Linked DNA regions of Ovis aries: region 2 is linked to region 1. A link is a contact called in public Hi-C data. All regions are on one chromosome and are shown on one strand. Each heading gives the region's core, a stretch centred on a gene start, on an enhancer-like site or on the middle of the called end of the contact. The rest is flanking DNA. Distances are from core to core; before and after follow the strand shown. Region 1 overlaps KLF12 (KLF transcription factor 12). Region 2 holds the start of KLF12 (KLF transcription factor 12).

What was found. Hi-C and Micro-C count contacts between places; a contact is called where the count stands out from the background.
Region 2: a contact with region 1 is called in a Hi-C map of hypothalamus, with 4 times the contacts expected there. The contact joins the promoter of KLF12 here to the enhancer-like site in region 1. A contact is called at or near these places in 2 of 16 Hi-C or Micro-C datasets (hypothalamus and tail adipose tissue).

The regions. Positions count from the first base shown.
Region 1 is chr10:49,560,648-49,564,928 of ARS-UI_Ramb_v3.0, reverse strand. KLF12 (KLF transcription factor 12) reads left to right here. Exons shown (of 10, transcript XM_060394530.1): 2 at 1-4,281. Among named protein-coding and RNA genes, the nearest start is that of KLF12, 63 kb to the left of the region's middle. Within about 2 kb of position 1,843, at least 8 of the 54 cell types and tissues checked have an H3K27ac peak or open chromatin away from gene starts, as enhancers often do. A contact at or near this core is called in hypothalamus, where this site is marked.
Region 2 is chr10:49,623,155-49,627,405 of ARS-UI_Ramb_v3.0, reverse strand. It overlaps KLF12 (KLF transcription factor 12), which reads left to right and starts at 1,618. Exons shown (of 10, transcript XM_060394530.1): 1 at 1,618-4,251.

The sequences.
Region 1 (4,281 bases), core at 594-3,093:
TAGCTATCCTAATGAGTGTGAGGTGTTAGGAAGTCTTTTAAAAGCTCACTGGTGATTCTGATGGTAGAGTAAATGTGTAAACCACTATTTCAGCAAACCTTTGTGTTTCAGGTACTATAACCATGCCAGCTTTAGGAATCATTAGAGTATAGAAAATTTTCTCACTTAGTTCATTGAGAAAAGACTGTGTTTTTTCAAAAATATTGGCTGGGTTGCATTTAGGTACTTTCTAGTTTAAGATTTTCATTGTTTTGTGATTGTGTTTTACATACTGTTTTTTTTTTTCCTTATGAAGATATTTTTATTGTCATTTTTAATTGTGATAAAATGCACATAAAGCTTACCATCTTTTGTTTAGTTCTGGGCATCAAGGATATTTAGATTTTGTGCAGTTCTCACCACTATCTTCAGAACTTTTTTCAAAACTAAAACTTTGTACCCATAAACAATAATTCTCTTCTCCTCCTAGTCCCTGGCAACTGCCATTCTACTTTCTGTTTTTGAATTTGACTACTCTTGGTGTCTCCTATAAGCGAAATCATAGTTTATTTTTTGTGTGTGTGGCTGGCCTGTTTCAAATTTAAAAAATTTGAAAATATTTTGTTGCAGCATTTAAAATATGTTTATTTAATGGACATTTACTGAGTACTTTGGGAATAGAATGCCATATATCTAGACACTCTCTCCCCCAAGTTGTCCTTTACACACTTTAAACATCTCTCAAGGCAAGTTAGTACTATATACTAGTTTAATTGACAGTTTTTTTTCTTACACATAAAATAGCTGTATATTTTACAATCAATTGGAATTTGTATCCAGTGATGGTGCCTGCATGCTAAGTTGCTTCAGTGCTGTCTGACTCTTTGAGATCCTATGGACTGTAGCCCGCCAGGCTTCTCTGCCCATGGGATTCTCCAGGCTGGAATACTGCAGTGGGTTGCCATGCCTTCCTCCAGGGAATCTTCCAGACCCAGGAATCAAACCCACATCTCTTATGTCTCCTGTATTGGCAGGCGGGTTAGGATAGATCATTTCCATAAGGAAAAATAATTACCTAGAAAACATTAATTTAGGGATGCCCTTATGATTCCGAGTAAATGTTTTCATTTAAAGAACAGAAAAGCTATTTGGTATCATTAATCAGTACATGCGAATCATTACTCTGAATGATTATGCTTCATTTATTTTGTGTCAGAATGTTTTCCATACAATAATAGAGAATAAAAGTGCATCGTTAATTACAGGAGAGCAGCTCACACATGTGTGTTGTGTGTATTTCCGTATCATCACACAGTGAGGGAAATTTAATACGAGAAATTATCCTTACAGAAGAGTTGATGATTCAATTAAGTAATAGTATTACATTTATGACCATTTATAATTATGCCTTATAATGGTTTTCAGTAATGTTTCCAAAAGTTTTTAGAAACATTTCTATATATTTGTGTTTTCTAATTCTAAATGAAAAAGCCTCTTTAACAATATGGCTTTTATCTTTGGGGGATACCAATTACATGTGTTAGAGATAAGTGTAACTTTTTTTTTTTTTTTTTGGAATGGAGGCAATTAATTTGCAGAGCTTCACTGTGGTGGGATTTCTGAAAGAGAAGACTAATTCTTGTAGAAAGTTACAGTTCTGTGCATGGAATTTTGGACTTATTCCTTTACCATAAAGATGGACCCTTCCTGATAAGAACTGCTGTGACAGTCTGCCCTTGTGGTTATCATAACTCCTCTGTCCTTCAGTAACGTTCCTTTTAGCTCTTCCCCTTTCCCCTAGCTGTCTGGACTCTTGTCAAAAAACCACAGAACAAACAAACAGAACCCACTTGCAGTATATAATCGCACTATTATAAAAGCACACAGTATTGTCCTGGGTCCAAAAGGCAGCTGAAGGAAGCAAGCCCCCAGTTTGTTTCACCAGCTGCATTTATTTTCAGAGTAGAGGACTTTATAGGTCAATAACTGCTTAAAAGACGTATGTCTCTCTTTTAGAGATGAGAAATTACATAGACAAGAAAAACTTAGGCAGTTTAAATGATGCTACAGGAAAAAGTGGGTGGAGAACAGAATTGGAGAGATTCTTGGAGAAAGTCATAGTCTTTCTCTGAACTCTGTCCTCTCTCTTTTTTTGTAAGAAAGCCAAAATCATTTCAACACTGTTTGTTCAAGCACCAAACAATTTTCAGATGGTTTCTTAAATATTGCTTTTTAGCTTATTCTTACAAGGAGTTTCTGACTTACAATTTTTAAGGAAACTTTGAGTAATTTGTCTTAGAAAACTCATCCTAGTCAGAGCTAGGATTTGAGTCTTCTGATGTTTAGGCCTGTTTCATTTGCAAACATCACACTTAGTGATTCACTAATAACTTCATTACATTTCACTCCCTGCCTCCCAGTTATGATATCATTAATTTCAGTATTGCAGTGTTAACTTAGAGTTAAAATTTTTTGCTCTAGGCTCTGGTTTTTAAAAGCTGTTGAAGCCAAAATTCTTTCAGTATGGAATGTACCTTTGATTTTAGGAAAATATGAAAAAAGAAAATAAGATTTATACTAATATTTTGTATAACACCCATAGTCTATATAAAACTATGAAAAAAACATTTTTAATATAACTGAGAAAATAAACCTACTTATTTCTCTTTTTTTAAAGGAGATTTATTGAGCTAGAATTCACATACCGTATAATTCACCTATTTAAAGTATACAACTCAGTGGTATTTAGCATATTCAGAGTTGTGCAACAATAACCACAATTAATTTTAGAACACAGAAAACCTACTTTTAAAAGTAGAAGTGTTCAGGGACATACGGGTGGTTTTCAGTGTTTGGCTGTTATGAATAGAGCTGCTTTTAAAAGTATACGTAAAAAGTAATCTTTAAATTAATGTCAGAATCGTATGTTTGAAATCCTTTAATTATATGGTAATTATTTCTCAGCTATTTAGTTTTTTTTTTTTTGCCAGTGTGCTGAGGTGAAAAACTTTACTATATGCCCAGCCTTAAAAAAAATTTTTTTTTCATTATTTCTCTGACTTAAGGTTCTCTATTCCTGTTTTTGTAAGGTTTTGGTCAGGAAGGTGAAATGAACAATGTTTGCTTAAACAAATGCCTTTCATATTTTACTGTAGGAGCTCTAAACATACACATGGTTAGATTTCTGTTTTAGTTTATCATTCCCAGTGGGTCCCAAGCCGAAAACCTTATGTAGCATTATTTATTGGGCAGTAGTTCTCAATAATGAATACAGCTTAGAATCACATGAGTGTAAAAAATACTAGTATGTTTATTCCTCAGATATTGTGATTTAATTGATAATTTTGGCATGGTACCCAGGTGCCAGTAGCTGGCAAGTTTTAAGTTTCCCATGAGATTTTCATGTGTGGCCAGGATTAAAACATATTTTAGACTTATGCTATCAAAAACATTTTTAAAAAACAATTTCCCTTTTGTCTGTCTGTCTGAAGCCTGTGAAAAAGAACTGATTCAATCAAGGCTAGATTAAAATGTTGGAGGGGGACCCTGATTAAATCACTAGGTAACACCTTTGAAGCTCATACCCTCCGCACTTAGCAGATGTCTGCTTTGTGGAAGTTCCTTCCTTCTTTCCTTTGACATTTATTAAGTGCCTACTGTCTGTTCCAGCACTCTTTTATACCCTGAGGATATAAATACAATTTGGAGTCCTTCTTACATTTGAGTTGGCAAAAGATGCATAATAAATATTTGTTGAATTGAATAGAATCACAGCTGAGCCCTCTTGGCGTACTGCTATGCAGTGCCTCAGATCCTTTGTAGAAATTATGCCTTTTTGATATCCAGGAACATTCCAAGCATTGTTTGTGATTTCCTCATTTCTCTGCTCAGGGACACCCCAAAATCTAGCCAGGCTTGAGTCATCTGGATAGAGTTGGTTAGGACCGGTGATTGAGGTCTCACTTCTCCATGTATCACAAACACCTGGGTCCTACCGGCAACTGAGTTTTAGGTTTTCTCAACGTCGAGTCAGATGACAGAGAAGAGGAAGATGGGGCTGTAAATGAGAGGTGTGTGTCTCTAAAGGACTTGGTCTTAGAAGGCAGCCTTGCACTCAGTCCCATGGTGCATTTCCTTCCTGAGAGCAGGAAAAGGGGAAGCGTGGTATGTTTCTGTAGTTGTTAATACATGCTTACTGTGTTGATCATCTCTTCTGTGATTCCCTATAGTTGCTACGCTATTTTAGAGTTGACTTTACTTATGGAAAAAAGAGTGCTTAGAACAAAACAATGAAATGTCCCT
Region 2 (4,251 bases), core at 369-2,868, 63 kb before region 1:
CCTAATTCTCACATACAGGAGGAGGCAGGAGGCATGGAACACAAGCAGGCGGTGCGCTGCCTTTGTTTTCATGAATAACGCACACAGGGCCTCTAGAAGTGTTTGGAAAACCGCCACACGAAATGTAGAACTGGGCTTTTTCCTGGCTCGAATGCGTCCTTTCGGTCTCATTTCCTGTTTCTCGGCCTCTGTCTCGTTTCTCTTCCCACCCCTACTTCGTGCCACATTTGCAAATCTTTCTCTCCTTAATATAAACTTCCCCTTCGAGGCCTTCCCACTGCCGAGGTGGTTTCCCACGCAGGGCGGGCTCGGGGGCGCCGTGCCGGGGTGTCCGGCCACTCGGGCGCCCCAGCGCGCTTACCCAGCTTTGCAAGAAAGTGGCGCACGCGATCGCCGCCGCGCCCGCTCCGCTCCCAGCGCGCCCGCTTCCGTCCGCTCGCCGCCCTGCCCCCGCCGACCCTTCGCAGCCGCGCTGACCCCGCGCCCTCTGGGCCGCCGCGGGAGAGCCGGGCCGCGCTGCCCGCCTCCCCTCTCTCCCGCCCCAGAATCTCGTCGATCCGCTCTCCGGGGCGCGGAAGCGGCGAAGGAGGGAGGGACCCTCGGGAAGGGCGTCAAGGACTCAGCTCCGGGCTGCTCGCTTCTCGGGGCTCCCTTCTGGGGAGCGAGGAGGGGAGGGCCGGACTCCGCTCTCCCGCAGCCCCTTGGCCGGTATCTACAGCTCCCGCTTCCTGCCCAAATTCCGAGCGAGGGCGGGCATCCCATCTCCCGGGGCTCCGGAACCGGGCGTGCGGCTCCGCCTCGCCCCCATTCATCCCGCCAAGGTGAAGCGCTGCGCGGGAGGACGCCCTCGCCTCGCCCGCAACTTGCGTCGCTCGAGAACCCAAACAATGATTTCCCCACCGCCTTCCGCACCCGGCCCTGCGCGCGCCCCACCTCCGCGTGCGCCCCCGCGCCCAGGGCACCTCCCGCCCGTTCGCCCCGGCCGGGACCCCATTGTTGCCCGGCGCGGGCGATGCCCGGAGCCACGGGGGCGGTCCCCGCGAGCGGTCCCGAGCCGCCGCCGGCCGCTGGAGCCGGCTCCGCCCACACCTTTCCAAGTTAGCTGGTGGGTGAGCCGCGGGGACGGCTCGGGCGCCCGGCCCCCTCCCCGCACGTTTCCACCCGGGCGGGAGGGGAGCGGCGGGGGCGGAGGAGGGGTGGGCCGAGCGGGCTCCGCGCTTTATTTGTCTCCAAATTCCCTTCCTAAGGCAGCCTAGCGCGCTCTGGCACAAAAGAGGGGACTTTCTGGCGGCTCCGCGCGAGTCCGCTCCCGAGGAGTTGAAATCGGGGGCTCCTCCCGCGGGCCCCTCGCGCCCCGCGGCTCCCAAGGCAGTGTTGGCCATGTGTGGGTTATTTTGGGTGCCGCAGCAAGGTGGTGCAGGTGATCGCGAAGCGCGGCCGAGGCCGGGGGGCGGGGGCAGGGGTGGGGCGGGGTGGGGCGGGGTGGAGGCTCCGCGGACCCACCCCCCAAGCCGGCGGCCCGGGCGGCGAGGCGAGGGCCGGGCAGTGGGTGTTGCCTTCTACCTCTGCGAGCGGGGAGGGGTTAGTTTCCCACAGGGGATTTCAACCATCACACTCAGAGCCCGCCTCCTAATCCTCGGGCGGAGCGGCTCGGGGGCCCCATTTTATGGCAATAAAGCGACTTAGCGCCTGCTGAGCGAGCCCCTCCCCGCCGCCGCCCCCGCCCTCGGCCCCACCCCGGGGCTCGCCCGCAGCGGCGGGGCTTTGTTTCTGGGGAGGAGGACCCGGAGCTCTTTTGTTTGGGGGTTTGGTGTTTTCACCACCCGCCCCCCCAACTCACCCCACCCTACCCCACCCTTCCCCACCCCATCCCCCCGCGCCTCTCCGGTTTCCTGAGCTGCGGGCTGCAAGGGAGGAGAAGCGGCGTCTTGCAACCCCCTCGGCTGGGCCCCGGGGTAATTCGATGCGGGCCTGGCGAGGCTCCCCACGCTAGACCCGGGCTCGCGTCTCGGCAGCCTCCACCCACCGGCCCACCCTACATTTAGCGCATCATGTGATCCGGGTAAGTCATTTGCAAGTACAACAGTTCCCTGGGTTGCCCCCCATTCATTTCCTGAGAACTGCAGAGAGCAGCTGAGAGGCTCTGCCCGTGCGTGTGCGAGTGTGCGTGTGAGTGTGCGCGGGTGACGCCGTGTGTGTGTGTGTGTGTGAGCGTGAGTGTGTGCGCGCGCGCGTGTGAGAGCGAGAGAAAGGGAGAGAGAGAGAGGGGGACTCTGGGTGAGGGAAAGAAAACAATTTCTCCTGCTCTGCAGCTTCTGTTCAGGTCTGTGCCGATTCTGTTTCTTATCAAAATAAACAACCCCCTCCTCTTTTTTTTTTTTTTTTCCTGGTGCCATCCCAGATCAGACCGTAGTCTCTTAATGTGTTTTATTTTTCTTCTGTCATCTGCTCAAGTTAAGTCATTTTGGTTGGTCTGTGTTCTTAAAGGGGGAAAGTGTTGGGAAGCGGGGCGGCGGGGGGGCGAGAGGGAGGGCGACGCTTTTGCAAAGCAAGTAGCGTCGGTTGGATTCGTGGAGAAGAAAGGAGATTTCTCCCCCCCACCCCATTTTTTTAAAAAGAACTTATCAAGTAGCTTGAATTAAGCAATATTTTTCTATCCCTAGTGGAATTGTTGTTTGCAGTGTTTGCCTGACAGTTGCCAAGGATGGGAAATAAAACACCAGGGCTGAATTGGGGGTTGGGGGGGGGGAGCTTGTGGAAGTAGTTTGCCCCCAGGAATAGAGCGAGTTGGGTGACGAGCTGCCCCACCGGGCCGTGTGGGCTGTGGGTGTGCACTGGAGAGAGCGGAGGGGAAGGGGTTAAAGCGGAGATGACACTGCTGGCATGAATAGTGGTCCCGGTGCCACATTCATTATTGTCTCTGGTCGTAATGATGTGTAACTGTCACTTGCTACAGTGCCTGGTCTGTGGAAGTAGCCGGGGGGCTGACCCGAGGCTGTTATTTTCAATTACGGGGGACCTGGCCGGAGTTGACAAGGGGCAACTTTGCAGGGCCACCCGGGCGGGAAGCCCGCGGAGCCGGCCTGGGAGCCACTTCTTGCCTTTAGAGGAGGACTCGTACTTGACCTCCGCGACATTAGTTGGTGTTCGCGTTAGATGCTTCCCTACAGGAAGAGTCAGTCCTGCTTTTCTTGGGCAAAGAACTGCCTGTTAGAACTTTGAAAACTTTTATCTTTGGGGAAAAGGGTGGGGTGCACTCAACAGTTCAGTTTCGAAGTGCATTTGGGGCAAAAGCTTGGAAAAAGTACCAATTCCTTTGTTACATGCCCTGCAGCTTCCCAACCCCCTTCACCCTGCGCTTCGAGTTTTGCATACTTTAATAGTAATAGCCTTAATTCAGCTGGTAAAAGCTGACTGTGTTGAGTTAGAGAGTATTAGTACAACGGAATGTGTAATCTGGATAAACAGTTCGCGTGGTTAATATTGTCAGCTCTCTAATTTAACTGTACGGATGGTTTAAGTGTCGCGCTGTATGGATTGTTTTAGGCAATTCCACTGGCTAATGGAATCCTCAGCCGAGCCCTCGGATGTTTTGTTTTAAATCAGCTTTAATATTCTCTCAGTTTCCCTGAAACACCAGGGAGAGGAGCAGCTCTATTTACATTTGGTGCATGTGCGTCTAGTGGCTTCGGTAGACATCTGCCAATCAACGGACGTCATTCTGCAAATCCACCTAGACGCCTCCATGCCCTCTTCCTACTGGAGGATAGAGTTGTTCAGCTAAGTAAATGCCTTGAAATGAATTTGGTGGTTTTTAACGGGCAGCGGCTTGTGATGGGGGAATAGGAGTGGTCGCTTCGAAGGCTGGGTGTATTCCTTCTTCTAAGAAAGGCTTTTTGAAATTGGCATTCAGCAAAAACAGTGACCCCTCACCTAAAAAATAAAATAGGCTGGGAGTGCTATTTGTAAACCTCATTCATTTTTGTTTACATTTTTTTAAAAACCACATAGAAATGGGTTATGATAAAGGGATATACTTTTCGGCTACAAAATGTTTAACTTTAGCAGCTTAGAAATGAGATGTTGAAGGACAAACATTCGGTTGCATAAGTTGTATCTTTATGGCTGCAGCCTGGTCGATTGGATTAGGTTAAACTCCTTTGAGTTGGGAGAGGGTTTTGAGCATACCAGAATTGACAGGAATCTGTAATGTAATAAGGAAAGGGGTTTTTTATTTTATCTTCTAATTCA